Linked DNA regions of Sus scrofa: region 2 is linked to region 1. The links are chromatin contacts, called in public HiChIP or PLAC-seq maps. All regions are on one chromosome and are shown on one strand. Each heading gives the region's core, a stretch centred on a gene start, on an enhancer-like site or on the middle of the called end of the contact. The rest is flanking DNA. Distances are from core to core; before and after follow the strand shown.

Evidence for each region. HiChIP or PLAC-seq counts read pairs in DNA pulled down with a chosen protein or histone mark.
Region 2: a contact with region 1 is called in an H3K27ac HiChIP or PLAC-seq map of skeletal muscle. The contact joins two enhancer-like sites. A contact is called at or near these places in 3 of 47 Hi-C or Micro-C datasets (fetal heart ventricle, heart right ventricle and skeletal muscle) and 1 of 2 datasets of contacts at active chromatin or transcription factors (skeletal muscle).

The regions. Positions count from the first base shown.
Region 1 is chr2:128,307,185-128,312,272 of Sscrofa11.1, forward strand. It overlaps LOC106509541 (a long non-coding RNA gene), which reads left to right. Exons shown (of 3, transcript XR_001307170.2): 1 at 1-1,727; 2 at 4,484-4,563. Among named protein-coding and RNA genes, the nearest start is that of ZNF608, 150 kb to the left of the region's middle. Within about 2 kb of position 1,932, at least 11 of the 83 cell types and tissues checked have an H3K27ac peak or open chromatin away from gene starts, as enhancers often do. A contact at or near this core is called in skeletal muscle, where this site is marked.
Region 2 is chr2:128,534,825-128,539,647 of Sscrofa11.1, forward strand. All of the region lies in intron 10 of LOC102158243 (a long non-coding RNA gene), which reads right to left. Among named protein-coding and RNA genes, the nearest start is that of ZNF608, 380 kb to the left of the region's middle. Within about 2 kb of position 3,152, at least 3 of the 83 cell types and tissues checked have an H3K27ac peak or open chromatin away from gene starts, as enhancers often do. A contact at or near this core is called in skeletal muscle, where this site is marked.

The DNA.
Region 1 (5,088 bases), core at 682-3,181:
CTGGACTGGCTGTGCTGCTTTAAATTCGGGTCTCTAAGAAATTGGTGTGAGCAACTTTCTTTGAGCCTTCAAAGTAAAGCCAAATGCTCTGTCCTCAGCAGGAAAGTGACTTTAATTAATTCTGGACGACCTTTCCATTGAAAAGCAAAACACTGCCCTGAGGCTTTTTAGAAAGGTTAGGTTGTACCTTTTCCCTCTTATGGTGAGGAGGTAGGTATGAGTGTTTCTCATACAAGCCTCTGCCTCCTGCGTTCCTGTAGAATGCACGCTCTTTAATCCAGGAAAAACAAAATAAAACAAACCAATGGGCAAAGAGGCCCTGTTTGTAGCCAATTAACTTCTCAATTCTAGCAAGAACTAAAGCACAGCATAAAATCTTCCATCACAATAAAATATGACTAAAGACCTCATCAATTCTCATTTAGCAAATGCTTTGTACTGGACCATCTTTTTCTCATACTTAGGAATTCCATTATTTCTTATTTCAGTGAACATGTTCGGGGAAAAAAAAAATTAAGTGGAATGGGATTAGGTTTGCCATTTGTCATTTACTCAGAACAGAATTCCGGTCTGACATGCAGGCAACTCATACCCAGAGCTTAATGCTTTTAGTAATTATAAGGATCATGTAGAGTATGTTGATTGGTGGGGGGAAAAAATCTTTATTAACTGCTCAGAAATAGTTAATTCTTCATTAGTCAGAGCACTGCACTAGAGGCTGCTGCCTGTGAACCATGGATTAGAGTTTATGATAGTAATAACCTCCCTGAAAAAACATTTGTTACTATACTTAATGACCAGATTTTAGTGCATTAACCTTCCTCAGGAGGTCAACTAACAAAATGGATGTTAACTGCTTGTAACAACCAATTCCTCTGAAATTAATATTTAGATGCCTTTGGTGTCAAAAAAAAACCTTCCTTCCCTATCAGGGCATTAAAAACACTTCTAAATTATTAATAGCAGGCAGGATTCAATGCCTCAAAGATTTCCATGCCAACGCTCTTTATCCTCAGCCTCTTCCTATTTTCTCGAACAGAGTTCTCTTCGGCAGGAACAAGGAAGGCATTCAGGGAAATTAGGTCTCAGAAATGCATGTGGGTCAACAATGTACTGCAGTTTGGAAAAGGTCATCCTTTAAGTTCAACAGAAATAAACATTACAGGAGTGTGAAAGGCGATGCTGAGAGCACACTGGGAACCCAACGGGGACAGACACCCCGCCAGGCCTGGGCTCCAGAGCTACAGCCCTCTCACCACCTGTCAGGAACTCCTTAACGACACGTTTTTTTTTTTTTTTTTGCATCCCTTCTGCGACTGACCTCCTGGCTCATCTCTCCAGCCCCTCCCTCTGCCTTCAAATTGGAAACAAACCACACTTATGTCAAAACAACTTCTCAACTATTTCCTTCCCGAGCAATCCCAGAATATAAAACATGTTCTGAAAAGCTGCACCATTCCCTGGAGAAATTTTATGATTTGGTTACTGCAGAGTGTGCTGCTCCTTGGCTGGGGTAGCCTGAAGTCCTTGCCAAACAATGAAGCAATGCTATTATTAGCCTTCCTATTCAATGGCCACAAAACAGCCCCTGTTTCTATTTTCAGACTGTGCTCTTCTGGCTCAAGAAGGCCAACACTGCACCCGTAGGGCAAAGGAGCCATCCATTGCCAAAACCTGCAGAGCAGTGGGAAGGGGAAAGGTTTTCCTGGTGGCATTTTTCGGCAGAGGTAAAATCCAGATGGGGAGCCAAATCGCCGCCTGCGAGTCTCAGCAGAGGTTTTCCTACTGGGTCTGGGAGGGCACCCCTGGGATCTCAGCAATGAAGCTGCTGTGTTTACTACTTTTCTCAAATTGCCTGGATGCAGTCACTGACTCAGTCGTTTAGATCAGCCCAGTGCAGGCGCAAAACGCTAAATCAGTAACACACAGAGCTGACGTGAATGGTTCAAGTGACGATGTCAAAGGCTTGGGCAGTTGCCTCTCGGCATGGTCAGTTACAGCCCAGCAGCAGTGTTCCAGAGGAGCCAGGCAATGTGGGGCATTTGATTTTTTTTTTTTTTAATGAGCTATAATGGACAGAACATTATATTAGTGTCAGGTGTACAACATCATGATTCGATATATATTATGAAATGATCACAGTAAGTCTAGTTAATATCCATCCTTGTACAGGGTTACCATTTTTTTGTGTATGATGAAAACTTTTACGATTGATTCTTTTAGCAACTCCTTTTACTCGTTTGCTTAACCTCCACCCCTGCCCCTGGCAACCACTAATCTGTTCTTTGTACCAATGAGCTTTTTTTTTTTTTTTTAAAGATGCCACATATAAGTGTGATTATACAGTATTTGTCTGACTTATTTCACCTAGTGTAATGCTCTCAAGGTCATTCCATAGCTTCACAAATGATATTATTTTATTCTTTTTTATGGCTGAATTACATACATATGTGTGTATATGTATACACATATATATGATATATGTATGTATGTGTATGTTTGTATCTATGTATCTCATATTTTTTTATCCATTCATCCATCAATGGATACTTAGGCTGTTTCCATGTCACACATATTGGAAATAATGCTGCAGTTAACATGGGTGTGCATTTATCTTTTCCAGTTAATGTTTTCATTTATCTTTGGATAAATACCCAGAAGCAGAATTGCTGGGTTATATGGTAATTCCATTTTTAGTTTTTTGAGGCACCTCCATACTGTTTTCCACAGTGGCTGCACCAATTTTCATTCCCACCCACAGTACACAAGGATTCCCTTTTCTCTACATCCTTGCCAACACTTGTTATTTCACAGCCATTCTAACAGCGTGAGGTGATATCTCATTGTGGTTTTGATTTGTACTTCCCTGATGATTAGTGATGCTGAGCATCTTTTCATATACTATGTCTTCTTTGGAAAAATATCTCTTCAGTTTCCTGGCCCCTATTTTAATTGGTTGGTTTTGTTCTTGCTGCTGTTGAACTGTATCAGCTCTTTACATATTTTAGCTATTAGCCCCTTATCCAATATACAATTTGCAAGTACTTTCTTCTAGTCCATAGGTTGTCTTCTCATTTCATTGATGGTTTTCTTTGCTGTGCAGATGTTTTTTGGTTTTGGTATCTGCCGGGTTGTTTATTTCTGATTTTGGAGTCAGAGCCAAAAAATCATCCCCAAGACTGATATCGAGGAGCTGACCGCCCATGTTTTCTTCTAGAAGTTTATGGTTTTAGGTCTTTTGTTCAAGTCTTTAATCCATTTTGAGTTAGTTCTTGTGTATGGTCTAAGAGAGTGGTACAGTTTCATTCTTTTGCATGTGGCTGCCCAGTTTTCCCAACACAATGTATTGAAGAAAATGTCCTTTATCCATTGTATATTCTTGACTCCTTTGTTATAGATTAATTGACCATATAGGCATGACTCCCTCCCCCCCCCCCCGGGGTTCTCTGTTCTGTTCCATTAATCTAGATATCTATTTTTGTGCCAAAATCATACTATTTTGATTACTATAGCCTTGTAATATAATTTGAAATCAGTGAGTGTAATGCCTCCGGCCATCTTTCTCAAGATCATTTTGGTTATATGGGCTTTTTTGTGGTTCCCTATACCTTTCAGGAATGTTTGCTCTATTTCTGTGAAAGAGGCCATTGACATCTTGCACTGAATCTGTGGATTGCTCTGGGTGGCATGGACGGGGGTCATTCTTATTTTTTTCTGATGGATACTTTCGTAATATTGGAAATTTAGTGCAGACAGGGGTCCATTAGAATTTGGTGCCTCTCTTCATTTGAAAACACAATTTGCTATATGACTTTTCAGCTAGGACAAGTTGTGTATAACAGTGATTTTAATTTAATAGCCAGATCCTTCATTGCTTTGGGAATACAAATCAAAAGGTTGTATTCTAATTCAAAGGTTAGAAAGGTTGCCATGTCATTGCATATATATGGTTCCTCTTTCCTACTGTAGTTGCTTTTCACTTTGTCTGTACTGTCTTGGGAAAGTATTCGCAAACAGTAAATAAGCAATTCTTTCATTTAAACCATGACCACGTTTGCAGATTCAACAGCTAAAATCTCAGGTGATGGTATCGCTCTCTCTGCTAAGGCTTGGTGTTTTATTTTTGCATTTAAAAATGCAAATTAAACAATGACACTTTTTATGAATTCAATGAAAAAGAATGTTGTCTTGGTTTTTAAACTCTCCTTTGCTAAACATTTAAAAAAAAAAGAGGCATTTTGAAAAAGATCTCTTTCCAAATATAAAACTGAAATATGAACTGTTGACAACCCCCCTCACCCCGCCTTCTTCCACGGAAATATCAGTGAGCGGCTGCAGGGAGCTGGCTTTTAGACACAGTGTTCTGAATGGTAGGCATGATTAAAATACAGTTATTGTCTTGGTCTACTTTATCTCTACACTGATAAGGTTTCGGAAAGCTATTTAATTGTCCTGTGAATCATTAACTTCATTATGTTTACAGAGAATATGTTATCTTGCCTGCTTCTTGGGAACCGTGGATCCTTCATCAGTGACCTGGAATGGTTGCTAAGTGTGAAGCAGGTAATGTACCTGTGCGATTTATTAGTGCCAGGTAGAGTTTTAAATCAGCATGTTGATTGTAGTGCTGTTCACTTAATGAACTTCCATGCACTGCTTCCTGAAAACCCTTTTATGGTTTCTGTTGGCTCCATATGGCATTCTGATGAGCTTACACTTCTCCTTAAGTGCTTCTATATCAGAAAACAAGAGCAAAGCTAAAACAAAGTGAGTCATCTGGTTTTGTCTTTGCTTTCACTGCATGAGATAATGTGGAGGTGTTAATTACAAGACTTCACTGAGTCTTGACTAATAACAGTGTGCAAACAAATGTATGTCAGGCTCAGCCACAGAAATGCTTCTACTAATAAGGTAAAACTAGCAATTAGAGCTGACAATGAAGTAATACTTTCCGTTGAATATTCATTAATGAAGTTCGTGTTTGGGAGAAGGGAGGCTTCTGATTGTCCAGATGGAAACCTAGAATAGGAACCCTGGTCATTCCCTTTAAATGAATTAACCACCATTTGGTGAGCCAGCACACTGGAT
Region 2 (4,823 bases), core at 1,902-4,401, 230 kb after region 1:
GTTTCACGAAAGCTCTCATGATGTAAAAATTTAAATAGAACCATTAACTTCTGACTTGCTGTTTTCTTAGGGGAATCTGGATACACTTTCACCTCATTCAAAAAGGGGACTAAAAGCTCCAAGTTCATTTCTTCAGATCTGCAGCCCAAAGTGTTTGATTAGCCCAGCTAGCACACATTTTCAGCTATTTTTAAAAGTGTAAAACTATTCACGTTTCAAGAGGCTAAGGATTTGGGAGATTACTTCGGTTAAAAAAAATTCTAGGGATGGGAAGATATAAAGAGAAAGACAGAAAAAGGAGGACTGATGAGATTTATATTCATTTGCCTCAATATGAAGACACTTCACATAATGACTCAGTATGGACAGTTTCTCCCCTCATGTGACTTGAGGTCAAATGAATGATGTCCTAACATCTTCACATGGCTCTAGAGCCAGGAAGGCACTTCCAGATCTGCCCGACCTCTAGAGCAGGGTAGCAGTTACACGACCGCATTATGTTTACCAGCTGCCCCTCTGGAGTTACCTCTGTGAGTGGTGATGAGTGAGCAGTGAGGAGCAAGGCATACTATTAGCAACCCCTATTGGTATAAGGCTGTCAAGAGACAAATCTCCACTGGTTCCTGACATTTCTTCACATCTTGTGATCAGAAGCACTGTCTTTTCAAGGATGTTCGTATGGTAAACAGCCTTGGAAGATAGAAATGGTATTTTCTTACTAGTGTTTACTTTGTCTCAGGTATGATAAAAACAATGTATCCTTCTGGGGCAAGGCTTGGGCAGGGTTTCTTCTAGCCCATTATAAAATGTGCATGTTCTTTATGCTTGAGGATCCTAGGCTGTGAGACAAACCAACCTGACCATTCACCTGGACCACTCTGCAATAGCCCATAGGCTAAGGGTAGGGGCAAGGGGAACTGACATGAATCTGAAGCTCATGCTGTTTTCCTGCTGTGGGTAATAAAGTCCTTTGTCTTTTCCCCAGAAGACTCATGTTCTGCTGGTTAACTTGGTCCCTTGAGAGCGGGTAAGATATCAGATCCTCCACTGTCTTTTTTTGTTTGTTTGTTTGTTTTTAGAGCTGCACCTGTGGCATATGGAAGTTCCCAGGCTAGGGACAGACTTGGAGCTGCAGCTACCAGCCTACACTACAGCTCAGGGCAACATCAGATCCTTAACCCATTGAGCAAGGCCAGGGATCAAACCTGCATCCTCATGGATACTTGTCAGGTTCATTACTGCTGAGCCACAATGGTAACTCCCCACAGTCTCGATATAGGCTTACTGATCTACAACTCCACGGCGCCCATGATGGTCTAATGTATCTAGAGAGGTACAGCCCAATCAAGAGTCTCATTTTTATTATATCTTTATTTCCTGTTTATTATTATTTGGTAGCCTGAGTGTTGACCAAGTTCTACCACTCCTAAAATAAAGCATGCCTAATGAACCAAGAATCCATCATGACGGGTCCTGTGCTGTTCATTCCCATATAGAAATCCTTATAAATGTACAAAATACAAACCAAAAGGAACCTTTAGGGAAAACTGTAGTCCTTTTCTCACTAAATTCTTAAATCCATACTGTATCAAACAGTTTTGATGATTATAGGCCTATCTTTAAAGAAAATATAAACTGGACTGAGCTAACTAATAAAATGACTTATTTGTCTTGAATTGGTTATACCTCTCACATCCAAATATACAATCTGCTATTACTAGTTAAGAGATTCCACTAGGACCACTCTTCTATGAAGTTCAATATATAAGAATCTTTCTCTAGGGCAACTCTCTGTTGGTGTAACACTGGTTCTCTTTGTGATGGAGACAATAAAGATGGGGTAAGATTTCCATGTGTTTAATTAAAGGATAATCTGAAGCCAGCCCACTGCATTTCAAGAAGTTTTAATATTGAACTTGTGATTATCTCCCCACATTCCTTTTCCTGTCCTCTCTTCATTGATGACATGGTTAGAGGTAAATAATATTTTCCCCATGACCTGAAAACAGTGATTTTCAGTTTTCATTAAACCATGTGCTCTTTCTCTATTCTTGATTTCTTGAACTCAAATGATGACCTTTCAAGGGTGATGGCCTAAAAGACTTCTGGTTTCCCCTCTAATACTTATGACATGTTGGGCCTAAATTGAAGTACCTGCAGATTGATAGACTGATTTATATCCCCTTTATCCATTTCTGCCAGATTTATTTTTGTGGTGGTGGTAGGGGCACAGAGTCCACAGGAACTTTTATAAAGCTCTCTCTCCTACTCCTTGATACCCTGAAGCTCCTTGTAGCCTCTTGTCCTCTTAAATCAGGGCAAATCTTTCTTATCCATGTGCCATGTTACACGCACTCTCTTGAGCCTTTCACCTTTACTGTCTAGACGGCATGACACTTCCTATTTCATCACATTCCCAGGACAACTGTCCTCTCTCCTGCCTGGCTGTACATACCTCAAGCAATTCCTTGGAGACTTGGAGGGGGCGAGCTTTCTCTCTTTGGAGATGCATGCGGGCGGCTCATCTCAAAAGCTTTGTTGTAAACAAGAGGTGGGAGGATATCTTGAACTCTGTATATAGGATTAATTTTTATTCTGTCCTAACAGCTTTGTATTCAACTCGATTGCCTAACATTTTAGGCTGATGATGTTATCACCTGATGGTGAAGGGCAACTGTTCTGTGTTCTGATTCTATTTTTGGGTTTGGTCCCTAGCTCTACAGGATAGAATTTCGTTTTAACAGCTCATATTCCCATGGAGTTTATACAAGCTTTCTCAGCTGGTTCAGCAGGACAGTTAATTAGCACAGTCACCTCAGCTGTGCTGACATTGGTTGATGATATCAGTGTAAAACCAGCAATGTTTTGGAATGATAGGCTTTGTGAACTGACGCCAAAAGAGCCCTGCTGTCTTTTCCTCTTCTGTTCAAAATATGTTTAATTGCAGCTCTTCTTCCAAAATACAGATAACACTAGTGATTATAAAAAAAAACACCACCACCAAAACTGGTATTATAGCAAGCTAGAGAGGTGATAATCACTGGCCATTAAACAAAATTTATTTCCAAAGAGACAATATATAGAGTTGTATGGGTTTGAAAGCACCAAACAGTGCTATTTTTATCTTGCAATCCAGTTCCACATATGGCAATCCCGCTGAGCACTGTGACCAGGCAAAGTTGAGGGACTTGTTAGAGTGAGTTTATTAGCTGCGATGGGACCTTGTTCCCTTTAATTTGTGCCGAGGGGCTGTTATATGCAAATCACTAACATGGTACAGAGTTGGTTACAAAAGAAATATCAGAAGAGAATGGAGAGCTGTTTCCATCTTCTTCTAGAAGTATTTCAATGGTATCATTTTATCCCATTTTTTTTTTTGGAAGACACATTAAAAATTACCTACTGTGTCCTCTCATTGAAAAAGAAAATATTTTTGATATTTTAGATAAAATTAAGATCACCATATTTAACATCCTGGGTAACTCATGCAAATGCCACTTTGAGGGGCTTCAGTGATAACCCCACCTCAACCAAGCATCAGCTTTTCCCCTACTGTAGTCTGGTTTGCTTTTTACCACTTGGCTTCAGTTCACTGGACAAGCAACTGGCACCTTTCTTATGGGCACCTGACAAGGGTGCCTTGGCATGGCATAAGAATACTGCTCAGCTGGGGTACTGTTTGGAGAAAGACGACAGGCTAAGTCAGGCACGTGTTTTCTCACGGTAATTTTTCAGGGTATTTTCTGCAATCACAGAAGAAAGATACTCCGTCAGCTATATCTGGGACTGAAGAAGATCATCCAGTCCTCTTACAATAGGACTTACATTTTCCTAGGACTTCCAGTCCCAGTTTGGAGTTTATGAGGATGTTTACATGTTTCTATCAGATGTTTCATGGAATAATTAAAATATTCCTAAGAGGCTTTGCTAGACCAAGACTTGTCATCTTTTCAGCCTGGAACACACAAGGGCAAGTGGACCATTCAAGGTTTTCATCCCAGGGTTTGGATGTACTGGTCACGTTCAAGCACCATCCATGTCTTTGTTCAGGGTAAATGTTACTTTTATTCTCACTAGTTTCTCTGTATACTGAAAAGAAAGGAAAGCAATGTTCTGAGCTGAGAAAGCCTCAATCATGTGTGATTTAAAGAGGCCAAGAAGAAGATGTTCCTACGTGCATGGCAGAGGCGAGGGTCCCAGGAAGAGACCTGGAGATAATGTGTGTATGAGTTGAATTTACATCTCCCAGGCCAAATGCAAAATTTGAGACAGTGAGCTTTGAAAGCTGGGAAGCTGTGTTAAACAGCCCCTCATGTTCTGCAAACTTTTATATATCTCAACTGCATGGTTATCTACAGTTGAGTGCACAGAATTTCCCAAGTTTTTAAATCATTTCTCTCCCAAAGTGTGCCATGCATTTTTACTCCTCTGGAGGCTTAATGCCCAACAAATTATTTAAAATTAGAAACTAAAAACATATGGATAAGATCTAACAACTAGAATCCTGTTATGCTCTTTCACAAGTTTTCAACATATACCAATTAAATGCCTCCTGTGTTCTAGGTATTGTGCTTGGTGCCTGGTCACGTGAAACTTCCAGGAGAAGAAAAATCTGGCTATCTAAGTACAGAGAGAGCACCTGGTTATTTGTCTGCATATGAAATGCTAATTCTTTTAAGGTGAAGAAGAAGTTTCCCCGAGCCCTTGTGACACACTGCCTTCTGTATCAGCACGGTAAGAGGTCTAGTGGAAAATGATTCAGACTCACTCTCTGACCTCATAGATTCTTTTATTCTGCTTTCCCTGTAACAATAATGATGCTG